Linked DNA regions of Zea mays: all the other regions are linked to region 1. A link is a contact called in public Hi-C data. All regions are on one chromosome and are shown on one strand. Each heading gives the region's core, a stretch centred on a gene start, on an enhancer-like site or on the middle of the called end of the contact. The rest is flanking DNA. Distances are from core to core; before and after follow the strand shown.

Region 1 (2,863 bases), core at 133-2,632:
GAAAGGTCGTCGCAACCGCCACCGATCGGGCCTCGGAAAGTCGCGGTCGCCGCCACCGCTCGCGCCTCAGGCAGTCACGGCCGCCGCTCGCCGATGTCGCTTGGGAGCGCCGATGTCGCTTGGGACCGCCGCTCACGTCTCGCGCCGCAGGAAGTCGTCGTCGACGTCCGGCCGTCGCTCGCCACCACTCGCACCTCACGCGGTTACAACCACCTCCAAACCCCTAAACCCTAATCCCTATAGGTCTGGATCTTTTTATAAACACCCGAACCTAGTTCGGCTCAACCGGATGTCACGTATGACTTAGGTTTACATTAGATATTGAAAGTTCTAGGCTTATATTATATAAACTATATATATCATCTAAGGCCAAGCTTCATTTAGACTCAACCAATCAGCCAAACGCCTCACCAAGCGAACCAATCAGCCCACAAAATTATATTTTTGAATTTGAAACCGAAATCCATAAAAAACGGACCGAAATTCGCATCTCGTTCTGCAGCAAAAACAGAAAAGTTCACAGAAATTCGGGAAATCTTTAATCTTCACCGAAATTCGGTGATTTCCCGGCGAGAAACGAATCCGTCTGTGGCCTCGTCGTGCTTGAATCCTTCCTTGGTCGACGTGACCTCGCACCATCCACTGACCGGCGGTCCACACGTGATGACCCTGCTGAGCAGCAAAATTCAACGCCCAACCTACAACCTGTCGCACTTCATTCCCTTCCATGTTATTTTAATTCGAGGGAGCGCTCTCCGCGGTTGCCACGCGCCCACGCCACGCGGTGCACTTCATTCCTGTGGACACAGACAGACACATGCACATCGCTCCGCTGTGTTTCGAAACGGCGTGAGAGTACCTCCAGCTGTCCCTATTCCAATATTCAAGATCTCCAGCGGTTCGTGATATCTCGTTTATCTCACGAGCCGGTTCGTTAACAAACCGATCTAGCTCGTTAACCAACCAAAATAGATTTATAACTCAGCTCATAAAAAATTTAAACAAGTCGATCCAAATCGAACTGAACTGATCACGAACCAAAGCCATAAACATTTAGTCCGGCGCGCAGGCGGCGCTTCTCCGCAACCTTTTCCTCTGTTCTATAGTACTACAACTATAGACGCACGCGCGTACAACAATGAACGTTTTTCTCTCCTTGTGCTCCCACAAGTCGCAGAAGGTAACGTCACCCGTTACGAGAGTGAGTGCCCGCGGCCGGCAGCCGCCGCCGCCGTGCCTGTGCGTGCGGTTGCGCTCGGCCATTGAGAAAGCGAAGGGCGAACGAAGGCGCGGGGCAGCTCCGCAGGCCGCAGCTGAGGGGGAGGGGATCCGCGACGTGGACATGCTGCTCGGGCCTCGGTGGTCACTCGAACTGGATCGCTGTGTCCACCTCTGATCTCTTCATCCTCGGGTCGGGACTCCTCTGTCTCCTTGCCCTGTCCCCAAACAACCTCTGAATAAAGGGTAACTACCATTACGCCATTCGCATAAAAAAAACTGAGCCTGCCCGCCCGCCCGCGCGCTCCGCTCCGTGAACTATATCTATCTATCACCTGCTGCTCCAAGGAGGCGGACAGAGGCAGGCAGGAAGGCACTCACTTCTCCAGGAGCCCGGAGTCGGCAGCAAGAGAGAATGGCCGCCGACGCCGCCGCCGCCGCCACCCTTCGTACTGCTCTCTCCCAAGGTGCGCCCACACACCCGCTTCGCCATCCCCACCGCCGACTCCTTGGCTTGTTTTCTCCGACTCCGATCCTACCTACCTAGCTAGTTATTATAGCCTTATAGCTTGTCGACCTCATAAATCTCTCCACGTAGTTCTTTGGATGGGTCGTCCGTCGTCGTCGCTAAGATAGGAATAGGAGGATTAAGAACCTCTCCGCTCGGTCAGGTTGAGCTTGGCAGGCTAGAACTAGAAGCTTGTGCCCTCGCAATTTTTTATTTTTTTAGCTTTCTTTCTGCCAGCGCAGATCTCCAGGGACTATAGTACGTTATCGTTTTGGTTTTGGAGGCTGGTTGTTGACCATTACCCGTCCCAGCAACCAGTGTACCATATCTAGCTGTTCAACGCATCTGACTCCGAGGCCGACTACATCGGTTCAGCTGAAGTTTACCCTGAATACCGTTTTATTCTGTAGATTGTATTATTCGCAGAATAAAGTTTAAATATAGATATAGATATAGATATAGATATGGATAAGCTACTGAAGATAGTCTGACTATAACATTTTAGTACTAGTTCTTCGAAAAACAAAGTATTGTCTGTTTCTTCGGATAGTTGGGGAGTATCGGATATAACACGAAGGTCAGGAACCATGGATGCACCCATGATTGCATAAAAGTTCTTTTTTTTACGGTTTCAGAAGCATGTTTAGGTTCTTTCACCTCTGGGTTGGAGTATGACGGCTTCAAATGCTACACCAAAGTCGCGGAGGGGACCATTTTTTAGTTCCTGATCGGGTATAGTTGGATACTTCATGAATAAGTGGTTGGGTCGTAGCTAGGCCAGGCATTGAAAGCTGGCCGACATGTTTTTGAGAATTATTATATTCAAAATGGACCGGGTTGAATCTCACACATGTTTGGGAGCTAAAGGTGAGTATATGGCTGAGTTGGGCTATGGAAGGGCATTATCAGTGGCGGAGCGCTCGGTATGCCGAGCTATGATGCTCGCCATACCTTACTCCATCCTCCATCGTGAGGAACCGGTGCTTCAGGCTCAGACAGTAGTGGACAGAGAACACCAAGGTCGAGAGTGAGATGGCAAGGCGAAGCTGTCGATGAAGCGCGTCTCCTCACTCTTCCATGGCGTCGTCCGCTGACCTCCTCTTCATGCCCTTCTAGTGCGAGCACTCGTCGATTTAC
Region 2 (3,174 bases), core at 50-2,549, 210 kb before region 1:
TACGGGCTGCGCTGGATCCCGTTCCTTAGCTTCGTAATGTCGTCGCACGTTCCGGCGTCTGTTCCTCCGTTGTCGTGCTTCACGCTGGGTAGGTTCTTCCCCTTGCATGGTAGACTCATCGTCGGAGATGGGTGATGACTCTAATCTCCCCCGATGAAGAGGACGTCGGGGTAGAAAGGAGTCGTCGCGATGGCGCTCTTCTTTCCGTCCTCCTTTGAGGGTGAAGGTGTCGGAAAGACGGCTCAGCGTGCTCTCGTCCCCTAACTCAGAATGTTTGCTTCCTTCTTTCGAGTGATCCGTGTCCACTCCTTTGTGGGCGAGGTGGACATCAGAGTTTTTCGGGTAGGTGAGCTCCGGCCTTCGGTTTGTAAGAGGTCATCTTCGCTTGAGATGTGGGTGGTGGCACCACCCGCTATTCTGCTCTGGCTCTCCTCGGGATTTCCGAGGAAAGCTTCTTCTCCGGCGGATCTGCTATGCGGTGCAGAGTTTCCTCTTCATCTACTACGGATGAGATGGTTCCAAAGCAGAACATAGTCTCGGGACGAAGGGCGATCTTGCACTTGGAGGTGATGGCCATTGAGCTAGCTTGGATCAACGACACCCCCCTACCCGGCGCGCCAGCTGTCGGTGTTTAGAGCCCGACCACACACCTAGGGTTACCCTTGTGGTGCTTTTGGGTAGGAAAGTGCTGTTGAGTGTAACTCAATGGTTCTTGCTGGATGCACGAAAGAGAGAGACAAACAATTTTCTGCAGATTCGGGCCGCTTGGAGAGGCGTAATACCCTACTTCCTGGTGTGGATCTATATGTGGTGGGTTACAAGCGATGTCTCCTGGATGGAGAGAAGCTAATGAGATAGGTAGATGGGAATGAAAATGATGTGGTACCCTCTGCGCCTTATATACACGACCGTAGGGCACTCCATACTTACATCATGATCACATATTTCCTAAATAATAGTGAACCGACTGAACTGTTCTTCCGAAAACATCGCCGATTCATCCCTAATCCGCGCCGACATTTGTGGGCGCCACGCGTGGGAAAGTCGGACGGTATCTTTGGATAACACATGATTTGACGGGATGCCTGAGCTTGAGTCTGTGTCTGTCACCTTCTCATGTCGGCCCATTACGCTAGTAGTTTTTGTCCTGCCCATGAAGGGATGGCCTTGCGAGGTAACTGGCCCGATGCCCCACGCGAGGGCCTTTCGCCTTCTAGTGGACCCGGGGATATCTGTCCCCACAGGTCGGGTGGGATTTGATCCGTCCGTTTTTAAACCTAACGGAGGCACAATAACCGTGTACATTATTGACTTAATAGACAGTACAAATAGTATAGATAAAGAAGAGAGAGATGAGATGGGGATTGGGGAATGCGGGATGCGTGTGACGCGTGGACCCCGCACGCAAACCCTAGATCGGAAGCCGCACCCGGGCACATGACCGCCTTATCCCCGAGTCAGACCAGCGGCGGCCGGAACCGGGAGCCCCGTTGCTGGCCACGCCCCCACCGCTCGCGCGCGTCGAGCAGCTTCTCGTCGTAGTTGAGCCTACGCTTGGCGCCTACCGCCGGTTCCGCTGCCGGGTGTCCTCCCTTCGTGCCGCTGACACCAGAGGGTAGGATCCCCGCGCTTTCGACCAGCAGATCCCGCCGCGACCCAGGTAATCGATACACCTGTTCTGTGGGAGTCAAGTGCTTCCTGGGGTTTGTCCGTGACTTCTTGAATTCGGCTTCATTAATCCTAGTCGGCCACACGGATCCGTACTACTGAAAACCAGAACTTCGATTAGGTTTTTCTGTGCCCGCTTATCTGCCGCTTGCTTTCTCAAAGTAATGTATCATGGTACACTGAGCGCCTCCTTGAGAAAAGAAGCAACAAGTTCAATTCTTCACTTGTATTTCATCCTGGAAGATATGTTTAAAATGCACATGAATCAAAACATCGCTATTATTCCCACACCGAGTTTATTTCAAGTTTGCTTGTGGCAGAGGAAAGCCTGGAATCCTCCAGTTACTAGTTTTGCCATTCAGTCCGCTCACTAGGGGCGTGATTAGTTCTGGTTTCTACTTTCTAGGTAGCCAGGCTGACATGTGGCAGCCAGGGTCTCTGCATGTAGGAGCACCTTCTTTGGTTCATGTTTCCATCCATACCATCTCATCGCATAGCTTGATTGGTTGGTCTCTCCCTACTCGCCTTGTGCAGGCGCCAAGAGAGCAGCAGACATGTGACGTGCACTGCGTGAGCTAGGCTCCCCAGAAACAAAATCCCATTTCATTTCTTGGCCTAATTTGCACCCACAAATCCTTGCCCATGTGGACGTCCGTCGAACCAAACATCTACCTCCTGCATGCTGCATCCAACCAGCCTGTTCTGACTGCATGCATGAAACCAATCACACCTTAGATATCTAGTCATTTCCATAGGGGCAGTACCTTCTGTTTGCACATGAAATCCTATATTTCTACAACTATTTATGAAGCTGAACTGCTGAACTACTGATGTTTGGGTTGTTATTAAACATTGCATTTAACCATTGGAGATGTTTGTTATCACTTTAAAATTATTAATGGAAAAAGTACAAATTACTCCCCTCACCTATGGACAATGTTCACAACTTCACATAGCCCCCCACAGTGTTTTTAGTTCATTTTACACCTCCATTCGTTTGAGTTGATTTAATTTACCCCTTTACAGAATTTGTCTTTTTCCTTGTGTAATAGACACACATGGAGTGTCTCAAAGAAATCAGTTAGTAGCCTAATTCTTGAACTTGTTGTCCCTTTGTAGGAAGGAGACACTTATGGGGAAGGGACAAATATTAGCTGTTCTTCAAATAGGTGGAGAATTCAACACCGATGAAGATGGACACATGTCATATTCTGGTGGAGAGGCACATGCTATGCATGTTCAAAGTGACTGGACTTTTAGTGCATTTAAGCAAGAGATATCGTCAACACTTAACAATCTGAAGCTTGACCAGTTTGCATTCAAGTATTTCCTTCCAAAGAATGATAAAACTTTGATCTCTATTTCCAATGACAAGGACCTACGACGCATGGTTGAATTCCATGCGGAGTCAGATTCGACATACATTTATGTCATGAAGAAAGCTGACAACAGGTACTTGTCTACTGTCCTAATTTCTTGTGGTCACATTAGTAAATTGCAGAATGA
Region 3 (2,785 bases), core at 247-2,746, 130 kb before region 1:
TCTTCCACTGTATCCTAAATATTATGGAATGCTGGAAGATGGATACACCACTGCATTCAAACTCATATATAGAAATATGTTTGCACACAAGTTGATTTGTAGTTCCCTGCAAACTTATTTATTTTCCATCTCTCGGATTCTTGAGTGTAATTGGATAGCCAAGCAAGAAACCGTTTTATTTTGTTCACACTAGTGGTAATCGATTTTTTTATTACTTCAGTTAAACAAACATCATGCTGTTGTGATCATTCTAGGTTTTAATGGTGAAGTGCAAATTAAAAATTAGTTCAGTTAAAAACAAACATCATGTTGTGACCGATGAAGCCTTGAATGATCAAGTTATAGACGATACTATCTGCAAATTTAAACTGGATATGATTGATTTATCCAGCATATATACAAGTCAAACTGTTGAAGACTAGGAGACTGTAGTTTTTCGTTGATCAAAACAAGTAGGTACACGAGTATAATCAACAGTCCATCTCTTCATATAAGATTGCCAGTTTCTTGATCAGCCCATCACTGTATAAGTATCCCCTCATCATTTAGGAGAAAAAAATGGGGAAAAAAACAAAGCACAAAAATGGGTAAACATTTGCTTCGGCAAAACTGCTGGGAGACAGCAGATTAGATTTGCGGAGTGACAAAAAATGGAATAAAATGAGGTGACTAAAAATTAGTCCATAAAAATCAAACACCCTCTTAGCGTTGCGATAGTTCCTCAATTTTCAACAAATCTTTCTGAATTCGCCAAAAAGAAAACTAGCTAAGCATTTCGTTTTGAAAACCAAACTTCTTGTCCACATGCATATATATATACACCTAAAAGCTCGTCCAGCATTGCCTTTATTTAGGACGGAGGAACAGATGTACACATCCTTACATAGTTACAGACGATATTTGAGAGAGTAAGTAGATGGATATATTGACATGCATGGGGCTTAAGTATAGTGTCAAGCACGTACAGTAGTAATTAACGGAAAATGAAGCGAACTAAGCTAACCATCAGTCGGGGAAGAAGGAAGAAGGAAGCGCTAGTGACTAGAGAGATTATCTCGAGCAGAGGCATGAGCAGGCTCGAGAGACACAGATAGACTAAAGATTTCACATGGTGGTATATGATCGGCGCCGTGCACATGGACACTCCTGCAGGGCCTAGCTCGAGGCGGTGGCATGGAACCTGGCGATGAACGCCGACGCCTTCATGTCGACGTCGCGCTCGCCTACGTACCACAGGCCGTCCTCGTCGCTCGGCCGCACCTTCCTGGACGACCGCCGCGGCTGCTCGTACCCCGGCTCGTCGGCGTAGTACCCGCCTTCTGACCCGCCGAAGCAAGACAGGCTGGCTCCCATTCCGGCGGCGACCGATGACCCCGAAGCTTCTTCTTGCCTGCTGGCGCTCTAAGCTTCTCTCGGAGCACAGCACAGACGACAGTTGTCAGGCACTGGACGCACTAAGCTCACTAGGAAACTGCTGCTGCTGCTAGCTAGTTCAGTAGTTGTGTTCCGAGGGCCGCCGGGTCCTCCCCAATTTATAGCGGAGGGTGCGCGCAGCGGGGCCAGGAGATCATTTCTGCGGCGGCATCCGACGGCTCATCGAGCGGGCCACGCGTTGTGCACGTCGGGACGAGACGACGAATAGACTCTTCAGTCTTCACACGGTGACCTGAGCTGACTGCAGATTCTTTCTTCAGACTCCTGCACTGCAGCTATCTTCGTGGATGAACCGCTGCAACAGGTAGTTTTGCTCTGCGAACATTGAACCGAGTGCTAGATGGCTTAATTGTCATGAATATATTATGGTAATAATTGAAGGCAAATGGGCTTTCCATATATTCACACGATCACCCAAGCTAGCTAGCTAGCTATAGCTACTGGTTTTAAGGTACTGCATAGAGCATTTGTTAATCTTTTATGACATCATGCAGTTGAGATAAGGAATAGCTAGACGAGTGCTCAGATAGCAAATAAAAGTTTGTGGCGACGATAAGCCGGCATCTCGGAGTCACTAATACGTGCGGTCATTTCAGCATTTTTTTATACTACCTTCGTTCTCGAATATTTCTCACACTCGCTAGTTCATTTTAAACTAAAACGTGACAAATAAAAAACCGGAGTAAAAATAATTAGTAAATATACGTTCATCAAGATTTGGTCTACCTACTACTTGTGGTGAGAGATCGCACTACTATTCACTGTTTGTGATATTATCGATCGACCTTTTCTGTAAAGCGGTTAGTATTTACAAGTGTAGACAGATTTGCACGACTTTCCTTCGCAGCTTAGGCTACCTCGTTAGAGTGTACGGCTTGTATTGAGCAAACCTATTGCCTGAAAGAGAGACAAAGAACACCATTCACTTAACTCTCTTATTCCTTACCGTTTAGGGACGGTATATATAGTCGTCGCAGCGAATTGGTGCTTGTTCTTCTTACCTTTCAGCACGCGTAATTATCGCACATGTCTCCCACAGCAACAAGCTAGACGCATTTAGGTCAATGCAAGTGAGATAAGGATTAACAACGAAGATAAGAATTAAGAACGATGATCATGGACGATGTACAGCAGTTTGGTAGTAGGACCGGTCAAAAGAAGAACAAAACTTCCTGAAAAAAGCTGCCGCTAATAATCCCATCACTGCAAAGTGCAAGTTGAATACTCGATATGTTTCTTCTACCAAACCGTGGCATGCACGGTTGAATACTAGATATGCTTTGGACTTTGATGAGTAGCTAAGTAAGAAACCAATATCACATGCATCTTCTTTGAAACTTCTCTAGGTGTA
Region 4 (3,088 bases), core at 92-2,591, 190 kb after region 1:
TGTATATTATATCTAAAGGTGCTATCATCTGTTTTAGATAATAAATGTTACCTATAATAACGTATAGGATGGGGTATCCAGTATTTGCAATGATAGAGATGAGAGCAACTACAAGCCACTCTTTATATCCTTTTTGAATAATTGATATGAATAGAGATTTGTGTGAAAAAAATATTCTCTAACAGTTTTATTTGGTTATCGAAATATACTGGCCTTTTATTTCAGATCTGTGCCTGTCAAGAATAAAAAAATGATCCTCTAAAGTACACGAAAAGTACAATAAGATATATAAAACTATCAGAGAGCAAAAAGATATAGAAACCAATTTTATGCAAATAGCCCGATAAATGGTAATTTAAAGTCTGTTTATATTATCTAATCGAAACTTAAGTTTTTAATTAAAGCTCTATACAAACAATCTAAGGGGATGTTTGGTTTATAAGGACTAATTTTTAACCTCTACATTTTATTATATTTTAGTTCCTAAATTGCTAAATATGAAAATTAAAATAGAGTTTTAGTTTACTTATTTGGCAATTTAAAGATAAAAATATAATAAAGTAGAGGGACTAAAAATTAGTACCCATTAAACTCTAAATTTTCCTCTTATTTTTAGTCTATCTTATATTAGAGAGCTTAAAAACTAAACTAAAGTGCTTTAAAACTTTTAGAGATAGAATCACTTTATAATTATTAGAGCTTGAAAGTTTAGAAGAGAAAATCTAAATAGTTTTCATTAGACCAGAGTAAGATTTTAGAAGACTTCTGGCATAAGGACGTGAGGGCCACACCAAGCAACCAGACACGCCCTTTGGCAAAAGGGAAAAGCGCCACTTTCTCCGCTTCTTTTTTATGATCCCTTCGTCTCTTCTCTTCGGAGTAGTTGGGAAGCTAGAGAATCAAACGAGATTGGTGATGCTAAAATCTACTGCTTATTTAATTTTAAATAAAAACTAATTTGATAATCCTATTTTTAAGAGATTTTTATTTTATTAAAATAAAAATAAACTAATTTATTTTTAAAAATAAAAATAAACTAATTTATTTTTAAAAATAAAAATTCTTTAGAAAAATAAAATGGTCAAACTAACCTTAAAAAAGAGATTTTATTCTCTCTAATTATCTCCGGTTTTTGGACTAGCCCTTTGTGTCCCACTCGCCACCCCTATATTCTCTATTTCTCTCTCCCGCGTTCTCCACTTCTCGTCTCCTTCCTTCCGCTTCCTCCGTCCCCTGGCGGCCTGGCCCCTGCGGTTTCTGGTTGTCCCTCACGCCAATGTAGCTTGCCCCTGTTTTGTTGCTTTGACCACCTTAAAAACCTCAGGGCCTTCAAATATACTCACCGAATCACATCCTGTCACGCCTCCTGCTCAAATTCCTAACGCCCGAGAAACCAAGAACCGGGGTGAGGCCGCTGTGCGACGCCGTCACCTTCACCTAATCCCAACTTCCCCACTAGTCCTCAAGTGTCTCTCTTCTTCTCTTCGGTTACAAGAGCAGACCGGAGTTACCGGGCGGTGGAGGCCGCGATGAAGAGCCCTCCTGTCATGGATCCCGAGGCGCCGCCATCGCCGCCGCTGCCGGGCACTCCTCCCGATGACGAGGTATGGTGGACCGGGGTTGCCTGGTGTTTCGAAGGTCCAATCTTGTCGGGCGGCTCTTGTTCGCCGTCGCCGTGGCTCCTGAATCTCAGAATGCCCTTGTCCGTCGGTTTTCTTGCGATCTTGGAGGGTTCCGGTCCTGAAATGTGCTGATTTCTTTTGTTTGTGTGGCTGTGCTGTGCCCGCAGGAGGAGAAGCGGGGAGGACGGAACGGGGTGCCATGGCGGATGACGCTGAGCCTGGCGTACCAGAGCCTTGGCGTGGTTTACGGCGACCTCAGCACGTCGCCGCTGTACGTGTACAAGGCGGCGTTCGCGGAGGACATCCAGCACACGGAGAGCAACGAGGAGATCCTCGGCGTGCTCTCCTTCGTCTTCTGGACGCTCACGCTCGTCCCGCTCCTCAAGTACGTCTGCGTCGTCCTCCGCGCCGACGACCACGGCGAAGGAGGCACCTTCGCGCTCTACTCCCTCCTCTGCCGCCACGCGCGCGCCGCGCTCCTCCCGCCAGGACGAACCGCCGCCGGGGACGAGGACCAGTTCTTGGACGGAGCCGACGGTGGCACCAAGAAGGCTACGGCGCAGAACGGCAATGCAGTGACGCTGGGCGGGGGCGCTGCTGCCAGCGTCAGGAGGCTGCTGGAGCGGCACAAGGTGCTGCAGCGTGTGCTGCTCGTGCTGGCGCTGGTGGGCACCTGCATGGTGATCGGCGACGGTGTGCTCACGCCGGCCATCTCCGGTGAGTGAGTCAACGAACGCCTTTCGCCTTGCCTGATGGCTGATGGGCTCCGCTGCTCTCGACTTGTTTGGGCTGTGTTGCTGTGCTGTGTAGTTCTGATTCTGACATGCTGCTCTGCTGTTGCAGTGTTCTCTGCAGTTTCCGGGCTGGAGCTGTCCATGGAGAAGGAACATCATAAGTGTAAGGATCCAATCATCGCCCTCCTATTGATTTTGTATTTGTTGAGTCTAGATTTGTCTTTGTAGCTTTATAGGTACTGTTCATCGATTCAAGTTGTTAGTTAAATGCATCAGGGTCCACCTTAAAGTTTCCTGATGCAATCATACAATTGTGTTCCGGACTTGGTTTCAGCGACTTCTTAACTGTGAGATGTGTGCAAGAGTGGATTTGTGGTATTTGGAGTTTCTCATAGGAAAAGGTGGTCAAATCAGATGCCATGTAACTGAACAATTTGGTTCGCAGAAGTTGTAATGGCAGGGTGTGAACTGTTGAACACAATCACCTCGAGTTATCTCTCTGTTTAATCAAAAGATGTGGTGTAGTATACAGTTAATCCTGGAAGGTCTTTAATTGTTTAACCGGGACCAGGAACAGGAACAGATCATCAAAGATGATGGATCTTTTAGTAGTGATGTATACTGACAGTTTCTATGTGTAGCAAAATCGAACTTTTGGTCAGCATTCATGCTACAATACATGGAACTACTTACTTGTTTCAAGGTATAGTAGGTAGCAGTCTTAAACTGAAC

The links. A called contact is a pair of places that touch in the nucleus more often than the background predicts.
Region 2: a Hi-C map of bundle sheath shows a contact between it and region 1, with 2.3 times the contacts expected there. The contact joins the promoter of LOC103638764 here to the promoter of LOC109623449 in region 1. A contact is called at or near these places in 5 of 25 Hi-C or Micro-C datasets (bundle sheath, ear, leaf and 1 more).
Region 3: a contact with region 1 is called in a Hi-C map of ear, with 4 times the contacts expected there. The contact joins the promoter of LOC100278947 here to the promoter of LOC109623449 in region 1. A contact is called at or near these places in 12 of 25 Hi-C or Micro-C datasets (bundle sheath, ear, leaf and 3 more).
Region 4: a contact with region 1 is called in a Hi-C map of ear, with 4 times the contacts expected there. The contact joins the promoter of LOC100281081 here to the promoter of LOC109623449 in region 1. A contact is called at or near these places in 17 of 25 Hi-C or Micro-C datasets (bundle sheath, ear, endosperm and 6 more) and 2 of 3 datasets of contacts at active chromatin or transcription factors (leaf and seedling).

Annotation. Positions count from the first base shown.
Region 1 is chr9:103,786,589-103,789,451 of Zm-B73-REFERENCE-NAM-5.0, forward strand. LOC109623449 reads left to right here and starts at 1,383. Exons shown (of 7, transcript NM_001348467.1): 1 at 1,383-1,685.
Region 2 is chr9:103,577,045-103,580,218 of Zm-B73-REFERENCE-NAM-5.0, forward strand. It overlaps LOC103638764, which reads left to right and starts at 1,300. Exons shown (of 3, transcript XM_008661583.4): 1 at 1,300-1,660; 2 at 2,788-3,120. The coding sequence starts at 2,801.
Region 3 is chr9:103,652,831-103,655,615 of Zm-B73-REFERENCE-NAM-5.0, forward strand. It overlaps LOC100278947, which reads right to left and starts at 1,497. Exons shown (of 1, transcript NM_001364508.1): 1 at 904-1,497. The coding sequence starts at 1,353. The coding sequence ends at 1,156.
Region 4 is chr9:103,979,907-103,982,994 of Zm-B73-REFERENCE-NAM-5.0, forward strand. It overlaps LOC100281081 (potassium transporter 10), which reads left to right and starts at 1,342. Exons shown (of 9, transcript NM_001154000.2): 1 at 1,342-1,604; 2 at 1,790-2,339; 3 at 2,466-2,519. The coding sequence starts at 1,530.